2 separate regions of the Mus musculus genome follow, and region 2 is linked to region 1. A link is a contact called in public Hi-C data. All regions are on one chromosome and are shown on one strand. The core of a region is the stretch at or near the end of the contact, and the rest is flanking DNA. Distances in the headings are between cores, read along the strand shown. Region 1 has its middle 11 kb from the start of Gm33203. Region 2 holds the start of Pcdh20 (protocadherin 20).

Region 1 (4,701 bases), core at 186-2,685:
TACAGAATACTAATGGTTTTTATATTTTCTAAAATCTTTGTGAAATTTGGACTCATAAAAATCAATCCCACTGGACCAGCACAGCAGTAAGTATGCATCCAGAATATTTTGAAATCTTTATTGCAGAATTTATTATTTTAATTGTTTTTAAAAGCCATCCCCAAGCTTTCTCTAAGTTCTTGTGAGCGTTAACGATCTGAGAGTTTATATAGCAAGTATTGGTGTTTGTGTTAGTGTTCTTTTGTGCACTATGCTGATTTAGACAACATGTTGTAAAGATTAAGATCTCTCCTGCTTTTATTCTGCTTCTAGAATGATAGGATACCATACAGAGCTGTCACTGAGAACCGTAATGATTAGTGGGTTGTTTAAAAAGCTTCTAAAGATGGAATAAGAAATCAATTAGTATCTGGGAGCTCTAATTTACTTAGAATAGATTACCTTTTATTGCATTTGTAGTAACTCACGTAGCAATTTTGTTGATTATTCTGAAAGGTTGACCCACTATTTTCCTTGTTCTTTCACTCAGAAAGCATTTATGAGTTTTCTCAATTCACAAAGTAGTGCAGTAGACAGCAGTGACATGAAGCTCCTGGCCCTACTGGATGAAGTGTAATGGTGACAAAACGCAGAGAAATACCTCTCTGTGAGCTTTGACAGTGGAGCAACTGGACTGATTGGTTGAAAGAAGTAATGATTAAGTTAATGGAGACATAATGATCGGAATAACAAGGAAGGAAAGAGCCTTCTGCTAAGAATATATGGTTTCTACATAAATGGCCTCAGATCTATGCCAGCATCAGACATTGAAGACACTTTAGTGGGGTAATAAAGGAGAGTATGTGCATAAGAGGTGTGGGTAAAGAGCTTCTACGTTCAGAGATGCTGGGAATGAAGTAAGGCTTGACATATGGAAGGCATTGACCTTGTTACATGACAGTGCTACAAAAAAAGAGAAGGGGCATAATGGGATTCACATTTTGAAGAAATAATTCCAGTATTTTTTTAATGAACTAATCAAAATATAAACTTTCAAAAATCAGTTTTAACTGTATTTCACTTTTTCTATTATTTCATTTCTAGAAACGTAAACACATATTTTTCGTCTTAAACTCTTTCTTTCCAAAAAAAAAAAAAAAAAAGCTGTCATTATTTGGCACTTGATTAGAGCTTCCTCTTTGAGCAGCATGCGTCATATATTTTCATCTTCTGACTCTGAAGCTTTGATTCAAGCACAAAGAACCACATGTACTTTCCCGAGGACAGGGCTGCCTTTACACGATGCTGCTTTGACATTTGATTAGCTGCCACTTCTTTTTCCTTTTGGCTGTGACTGATATTTGAAACATTTTACAGATTTCCTCTTTGTAATAACATCCTGTCCCTCAACTAGTTCCATTGCTGAGATCTGTGTATGTGACTCCTACTGAAGACACTGTCAGTTCTGGGAACCACTCCAAGAACAGCCATTGCAGAGTGTGTGGTGGGTTGCAGAAGCAGCCCTACAAAGTCTTTGCATGTGGTAGACTCAGACTACGCAGAAAATATATTCAGTGGAATATCAATATGCCTAAAACTTTACTGAAAATAATACAGTATTTTTCTATTCACCATAAATAAGATATTAAATAGATAAAGAGCTTAAGTCTTAACCTCTTTCTCCACATTACACTTTTATCCATATAAATTTTTAAGTACATAACTTAAGTCAGTAAGTGCTTTACTTATCTTGCTTAAGATTTATTTTTCTTGTTGAAGACTAAGTACCTGTGAAATCCATGTACGGTGTGTGCTGTATACACACACACACACACACACACACACACAAACACACACATTATATATATGTATATACAATATATTTTCATGCTCCAAGGATGACCGAAGAATTCTTCATGCTCTCCATTCTATACCTGCATTTATGAATAATTATACAAATATCAACATCAAGTGACTGATAAGACTGATTTTCAAGACATTTTTCTTTCATTCTACTAGAATTGTATTTCTCCTCATTTTCTTGCCCCTATTCATCAATATACTTTAACTCTCCTATGGGTACCTGTTGAAAAACATGGAGTTTGGGAGGTCAATAATAGAAAAAGTTTGAAAATATCTTTGTTGACAAAAGTCCTTACATTAAACAATGAAAACACCATTAGTAGACACCAGTTGTTACTGGATAATATATGTAATGAACATGCATCTAGTTACCTGATGCTATATAGTTAATAAAATATAAGCCATACTTGACATTTTAAAAGGCTAAGCACGTACATACTGGCAGAGTAAAGCACACCACAACTAAGAAATATGTATGTTTTCTACCTTATTGCTTTCAAACATTAGTTTTAACATCAGAATTCAGCCAAGAGCATTAAAATACCATTTCCAAGTTAGTGTGATTTTCAGAAACATGTTTTACAGTCAGCTACTTTAATAAAATCTACACTCAACCATCTACCCACCCTGAAAACATATGAAGTCAGGCATTGTGAATAGGTAATTCATAAATAAAAAATGAAAGTTTGGAATAGAAATGTGAATTAAGTTTAAATTTCTTTAGTTTTTGAGCTATGTGTCATACATTTTCCAGACATCTTACAGCTCTGTTCCTTAGACATATGCTGCTCAATGTTAAAATTATTGAAATTGCTCCTCTTTCCAGATTATGTTATGTTAAGCTAAATATCAGAAAGTAATTTTCCTTTATACCAGAGTATAATTTTGTAGATACCACACTTGGTACCTTGATTTGAGTTAATTTAACTGGACTCCAGGCACTGGAAAAAGGAGAATGAATAGAAAATATCCTGCACTCTAGAGACCTGACTTTAAGTTGAATAATTTTTCACGTGATCTGGCACCTAAAAACTCCTTAAGGCAAGGATAACTCCAAATTCACTGCACTGTTGTCTACCAGCATTGGAAAAATGTAGGAATGCTGTGTTGGAGCTAAACAGAAAAGTTAAGAAAAGGAGTTTAAAAAAAGGAGTAAAGAGAAACACGACCTGCCCTTTGAAATTTGGAAATGTTGGGGTACAACAAACACATACTCATACATGTACAAACATATATGAACAAACATATATAAATATGCAAATGCACATAAACACATACACACAACTAATTGCTTTTTTTTTTATTCTGAGTGCAGCAAAATTTATTGATGGTATTCAAGAAAGTAGGGAGGGCTCCCTAGGCCCCTCCTATTATGGGGTTCTGGTATGGAAATTGTGAATGAGATGCTCAGTGTTAAAGGCTGAGATGGGACAGGGACTCCTCAGCAACCTAGGGCATTATGCTCTCAGTGTCCTTGCTGGGGTGAATGGTCTAGTTTCTTACTCCTTGGAGGCCATGTAGGCCATGAGGTCCACCATGCTGTTGTTGTAGCCATATTCATTGTCATACCAAGACATGAGCTTTACAAAGTTGTTATTGAGAGCAATTCCAGGCCCAGCATCAAAGGTGGAAGAGTGGGGGTTGCTGTTTAAGTCACGGGAGACAACTTGGTCCTTAGTGCAGCCCAGGATGCCCTTTAGTGGGTCCTCTGATGCCTGCTTCACCACCTTCTTGATGTCATCATACTTGGCAGGTTTCTCCAGGCAAGATTTCAGATCCACAATGGATACCTTGAGGGTAGGAACACAGAAGACCATGCCAGTGAACTTCTAGTTCATTTCTGGGTTGACCTTGCCCACAGCCTTGGCAGGACCATTGGATGCAGGGATGATGTTTCAAACAGCCCCAGGACCACCACACCACAGCTTTTAAGAGGGGCTATTCATAGTCTTTTGAGTGACAGTGATGGCATGGACCATGGTCATGAGCTCTTCCAAGATGCCAAAGTTGTCATGGGTGACCTTGTACAGGGGTCTAAGCAGTTGGTGGTTCAATCTGTGTTGCTAACAATCTTGAGTGAGTTGTCATATTTTTCATGGTCCCCACCCATCACAAACATAGGGGCATGGCAGAAGGAGCAAAGATGATGACCCCTTTGACACCATCCTTCAAGTGGGCCCTAGCCTTCTCCATGGTGGTGAAGATGCCAGTAGACTCCCTACCATACTCATCACCATTAACATCCCATTTGATGTTAGCAGGATCTTACTCCTGGAAGATGTTGATGGGCTCATTCTCAGCCTTGACTGTGCAGTTGAATTTGCCATGGGTGGAGTCATACCGTAACATGTAGACCATGTAGTTGAGGTCAATGAAGGACTCACTGATGGTCACAATCTCAACTTTGTAAGATGCAGAGCAGAAGGCAGCCCTGATAACCAGGCACCCAATACAGCCAAATCTGTTCACTTGACCTTCATCATCTTGTCTACAGGATGAGACTAGCACTGCACAAAAAGATGTGGCTGTCTCTGGAACAGGGAGGGGCAGAGAGCCAATTAACTGTTTTAAAATGGTATAGGTTCTCATGTTATATTTTCAAATATTTTTGAGATATATAATTTATAACAAATTAATTACAAAAGTTATGTCAAAAAACCAATAGTGGATTGTGTTGCACAGATAAAAAATGATGTAACAAGGAACATAGAGAAATGTGATGGTTATGCAGTAAAATGTTCTTATTTTTTAAAAAGTAAATAGCGAATGATTCTGGAATAAATGCATTTAATATCTGTACTTTTTTAATTATATTTTTTATAGTCCAGTCTTTGCTCCACTCCTGGTCTGCTCCCTCCC
Region 2 (4,294 bases), core at 1,256-3,755, 120 kb after region 1:
TGAGTCTATAAAGAGAGGACAATTGTCATTAATGTCACTTATGCCAATGGTGAGGGTGGCACTGCCCAGCAGTGGTGGAGACCCACCATCCTCAGCTATGATGATGCTCACATACTGGTCCTGGGTTTCTCTGTCCAAAGCACCCATGACAATCAAGTAGGGTGTGCGCTCCCCGTTCTCATTCTCCTCCACGTCCAGGGTAAACATGCCATGGTAGTCTAGTAAGCGATAGGTTTGCACACCGTTAATGCCTACATCAGGGTCCACAGCAGGATGCTCTATAGCCAATCGGGTATTTACAGGTGAATTTTCTGGGACCCAAACAGAGATTTCAGAAATGGGGAACTGCGGAGCATTGTCATTGATATCCCTGATGGCAATTTTCACCTTCACAAACCGAAAATATTCCTGAGGCAGGACCAGCACGTCCAGAAGCAAAAGGCAAGAGTCAGAAGAAGGAGAGGAGGCAATGGAGGTACTGCCGGCCCAGGCAGCCCCACCGCCCCCATCCAGGCACAATGCTTCTCTGTCGATCTCCTGTGCAGAAGTGTGCAGCTCGCCGGAGCGGTTGTTTAGGGTCACATACTGGCCACTCAGTCCCCCGGAGGCCAAGCTGAAAGAGAGAGGGGGGTTCCCCTCAGAGGCAGTGCGCTCTGGATGCAGCAACTGCTGGTTCTGTCTCCCAGAGGCCCGAGGCAGCAGCCTCAGGTCCTCCGCCAGGCTGCCTATGAGCACTCCGGCGGGCAGTCCCTCATTTAGGCTGTACAGAAGCTCGGTAGCACGGCTGTAACTCGCGAGGCAATTGAAGGGTCCCACGAAGAGGAAAAGCAGAAAAACATGCTGGAGTGAAGGAAGGGGACAACGGTGATTATACACTCCAGGAAGCAGAGATCAGAGTTAGGAAGTAGTGACCCCCCTCCAGGGACAATGCTAAACTTCCTCACCATTACCACAAACAAAACCCCTAATCTGAACTGAGCAAAGTAGAAACTTGCTGCCAGAGGGGAAAGAGCTGTGGGAGAGATCATCTCTGAAACTTAACTCCTTTCTCTTCATCTTCTATTCCGCATCCCGCATCCCTCCCCTGCCCCCAGCCCCCCACCCCCACCCCGCTCCCGCACCGTCTGGTAACTAGCTTCTCTAGTTAAGGTTTAGAATCTCAAACTTTAAGGCTTTGGGTCTCTGGAAACACAGAACAGAGCATACTTTGACGCAATTTGCTGGCTGCTTAACTAGACAGGAAAACCTCCGTAGGTTGTGGGGAAGAAAGGGAGGGGAAGGTGGCGAAAAGGACTGAGCAGTGCAGGATTTAGTGCTCATTGACATGATTCTACCATTAAAGTCCCAGAACATCTAATGTGATAGACTCGTTTTCTATGAGGCCAATAAGGACAGCAGCATCAGTTGTAACAATGACAACAACAACAACAACAACAACAACAACAACAACAACAACAACAACATCATGATGGAAAATTGAGCCATATTCCCTACCTGCTTTAGGGAGGAAAAAGATTTTTCATTTTAATCCGTACAAGAAATCAAATAAAGTGATCTGGATCTCTACCTCTTATTATGCCCTCTACCTCCTGCTAAGCTGACAAGCCAGCAAAGTAATCGCGAAAAATTATTATGCAAAGGCATTTGTCAGTTGCAGTAGACAGACGATTCCAAGCTGACATTGGACACAGGGATCGATCTTTACAGCCTGGAATATAAAGAGGATTGAGCGCATCCTCGACCCTCCACCTCATGCAACATTTCTGCTTCAGAAACTTCCTCTATGGACCCGAGGGACCAAGCTATTTGTTTAAAATACCTTGGGCTCAGTATCCCAAACTCCTTTCCCTCCCCCTATCCTCTCCTGAAGTTTGCATTCTGGGAAAACGTTTGAAAATACCATCCAGGAGTAGAAACAGCTGGAGAGCATTGCAACTTCTGGAGGACCCAGGGTTCGCGCATCCTTACCGGCAGGTTCCTGTGGCTGGTCCTGCTGCTGGGACGATGTAGATGCCCCATATCCAGGCACGGGTGCCAGGTCGCCGGGCGCAAGCTCACTGCCTGGACCAGCAAGCTGCGCGCGTTCCCTCGGCCGCGCATTCCCTGGGAGGCTGCAGTCAGAGCGCTCCAGAAGGGAGGGTGGCAGAGGACACTCCCTCTCTGTTCATGCAAATCGCCGGGGAACTTCAGCCAATAGTCACTGGTCTGTCAATTAAGAACAGAAACTCCGATGAACTGGAAAGCCTAGGTTCAGAAGGGGACATTTACAGTGTCCGCTCCTGGACAACCCACCAAAAGAGCCAGAATAAGGACTGGCTCTTTACAGCTGGGAGGAGATGCCACCAGGTTGGGGACCAGAGCACATGACTACTAGCCTTGACAAGCCTCGCTCCTTACTGCACCACTTAAATCCCAAGTCTACAGGTTGTTAGCAAGAAAGAGAGAATTAAAATAAATAAACAAGCTCCCTTGGTGTCTGAACGCACAGACCTGTTCCCACAAAACCAGGCTTTGCCAACAAATTCCTCCTTGTCAATGTGGATCCAGCAGTTCTTTGCACTGAGCAAGAAAACACACTTTTCTCAAACAAGATCAGTCTCAACTTCTTGGTGCCAAAGATGCAAGCCAGAAAAGCAAAGCTATGAAATCGGTGGAGGCTCTTCCTGTCTTCATTTTAATTTTCGCTATTGGTGATGGCAAAGCTGATAGTGTTTCTCGGTGTCTGCCTGTAGGTTTAATTTTAAAGGTAGCTCCAGTTTCTAGATGAAAGACAGTTTCTAGCTGAACGACGACGAGCAGAACATGGTGTGTGTGTGTGTGTGTGTGTGTGTGTGTGTGTGTGTGTGTGTCTGTGTCTGTGTCTGTGTCTGTGTCTGTGTCTGTGTTTGTCAATATATCTGTGTGTGTATTTGTGTATTGTGAGTAATAACAGCTATTATTCTGGAAGGGAAACACTGAAAGGAGAGAGGGCAGTCACTAAAGCTTAAATAAAATAGAGGTTGCTCTTCAAATGTTCCCACTTCTCTTCTCACTCTGCTCTCCTAAGGGTCTAATTGGGGGTATGCCCCTTTACAAAGTGGTCCTGGAGCTGTCCAGGTCCAGCATCCAAAATGTTTTGCTATCTTACTGACTCTGATCTTCAACAGTCTGTGACCTGCAATCTTTCATGAAATCAGTTGATGGGAGTATCCAGTACATTCAGTCTGTAGAACTGGTAGATCTACTGGGTATCATATAAGTATTGGCCAAAGGCATTCAGCTTCTCTTCAAGTCTACATTCTCTTCACTAGGCTTCTAAATTTCCCCCTAACTGCCCTGAACATAAAGTCTTGTCGGCTAAGTGACTAGTGACTGAGTTAAGACCAGAAAAATCTCTGCCTCTAGCATCAGAAATAACAATTCTCTGTACTTTCCAAAGGAAAGCTAATTTAATTTTCTTCTACCTTGTACTAACCAAAATAGAAATTGTTTGGCTAATGGCCATATTTTTCTCCTGTATTCCACTAATCCTAGATGGAAACTCATGAACATTGATAAAGTACTACATCAGAACATCTGGTGTGTTCTGATGCTTGTTATTGCAAAGTTGTATTGTATATGGAAAAGACAAAACACTATACTACAAATCTGACAAATATTATGAGCATAGCTCTTTACAGCCCAGTGGGAGTATAGATGAAGTAGCCAGACCACATGTACACATCTGGACATGGTCTTCTGGGTAAAAGTCCATCATGCATCTGGTAAACAAACCACATCCAGGGAGGCGTGTTTGTCCCTTCTTTCTTAGCCCTCTGACTGCCACTTATACCCTACAGCTGAACTTTTACCAACATTGGTAAATATTTACCTTGGAGTCCGTAGTCAAGACATTACCAGACTCTAAAAATCCGTACCATGCTCCATCTAAATTGTGTTTATGTCTTAATGCAATACCCTTAGCCTCAAAGAAGCCAGGAGCATATGCTTAGAGTTAGAATATCTTTTAATGGACATAAAACCCACAATATGCAACAATTCCAATGCTATACAGATAGAAAATGCATTGGACTGTGTACACTCACATATGTCATAATCTCAACTGGTTAGGTCTTTTGTCTTTCTGCTCTGTCTTTCTGTGTGGGTGGCTGTTAGATTTTCTTTTATTTATAACATTGTCGTAGAACTCTTTTTTTTAATTATTATTATTTTTAGAAAGACAAACTGGAGACAATCTATTTTCACAACTGCCTTTTCTATTCTCTGGTGTCATTCCCTTCTTTACTCCAAATCTACATTTTAAAGGAATCCCCGC

What was found. A called contact is a pair of places that touch in the nucleus more often than the background predicts.
Region 2: a Hi-C map of ventral hippocampal neurons shows a contact between it and region 1, with 2.3 times the contacts expected there. The contact joins the promoter of Pcdh20 here to the enhancer-like site in region 1. A contact is called at or near these places in 2 of 39 promoter capture datasets (hippocampal neurons and liver), 5 of 484 Hi-C or Micro-C datasets (cerebral cortex, embryonic stem cells, liver and 1 more) and 1 of 9 other capture datasets (pancreatic islet).

The regions. Positions count from the first base shown.
Region 1 is chr14:88,346,031-88,350,731 of GRCm38.p6, forward strand. It overlaps the pseudogene Gm9274. Among named protein-coding and RNA genes, the nearest start is that of Gm33203, 11 kb to the left of the region's middle. Within about 2 kb of position 1,436, at least 19 of the 459 cell types and tissues checked have an H3K27ac peak or open chromatin away from gene starts, as enhancers often do. A contact at or near this core is called in ventral hippocampal neurons, where this site is marked.
Region 2 is chr14:88,468,891-88,473,184 of GRCm38.p6, forward strand. It overlaps Pcdh20 (protocadherin 20), which reads right to left and starts at 2,506. Exons shown (of 3, transcript NM_178685.5): 1 at 2,491-2,506; 2 at 1,969-2,205; 3 at 1-840. The coding sequence starts at 2,100.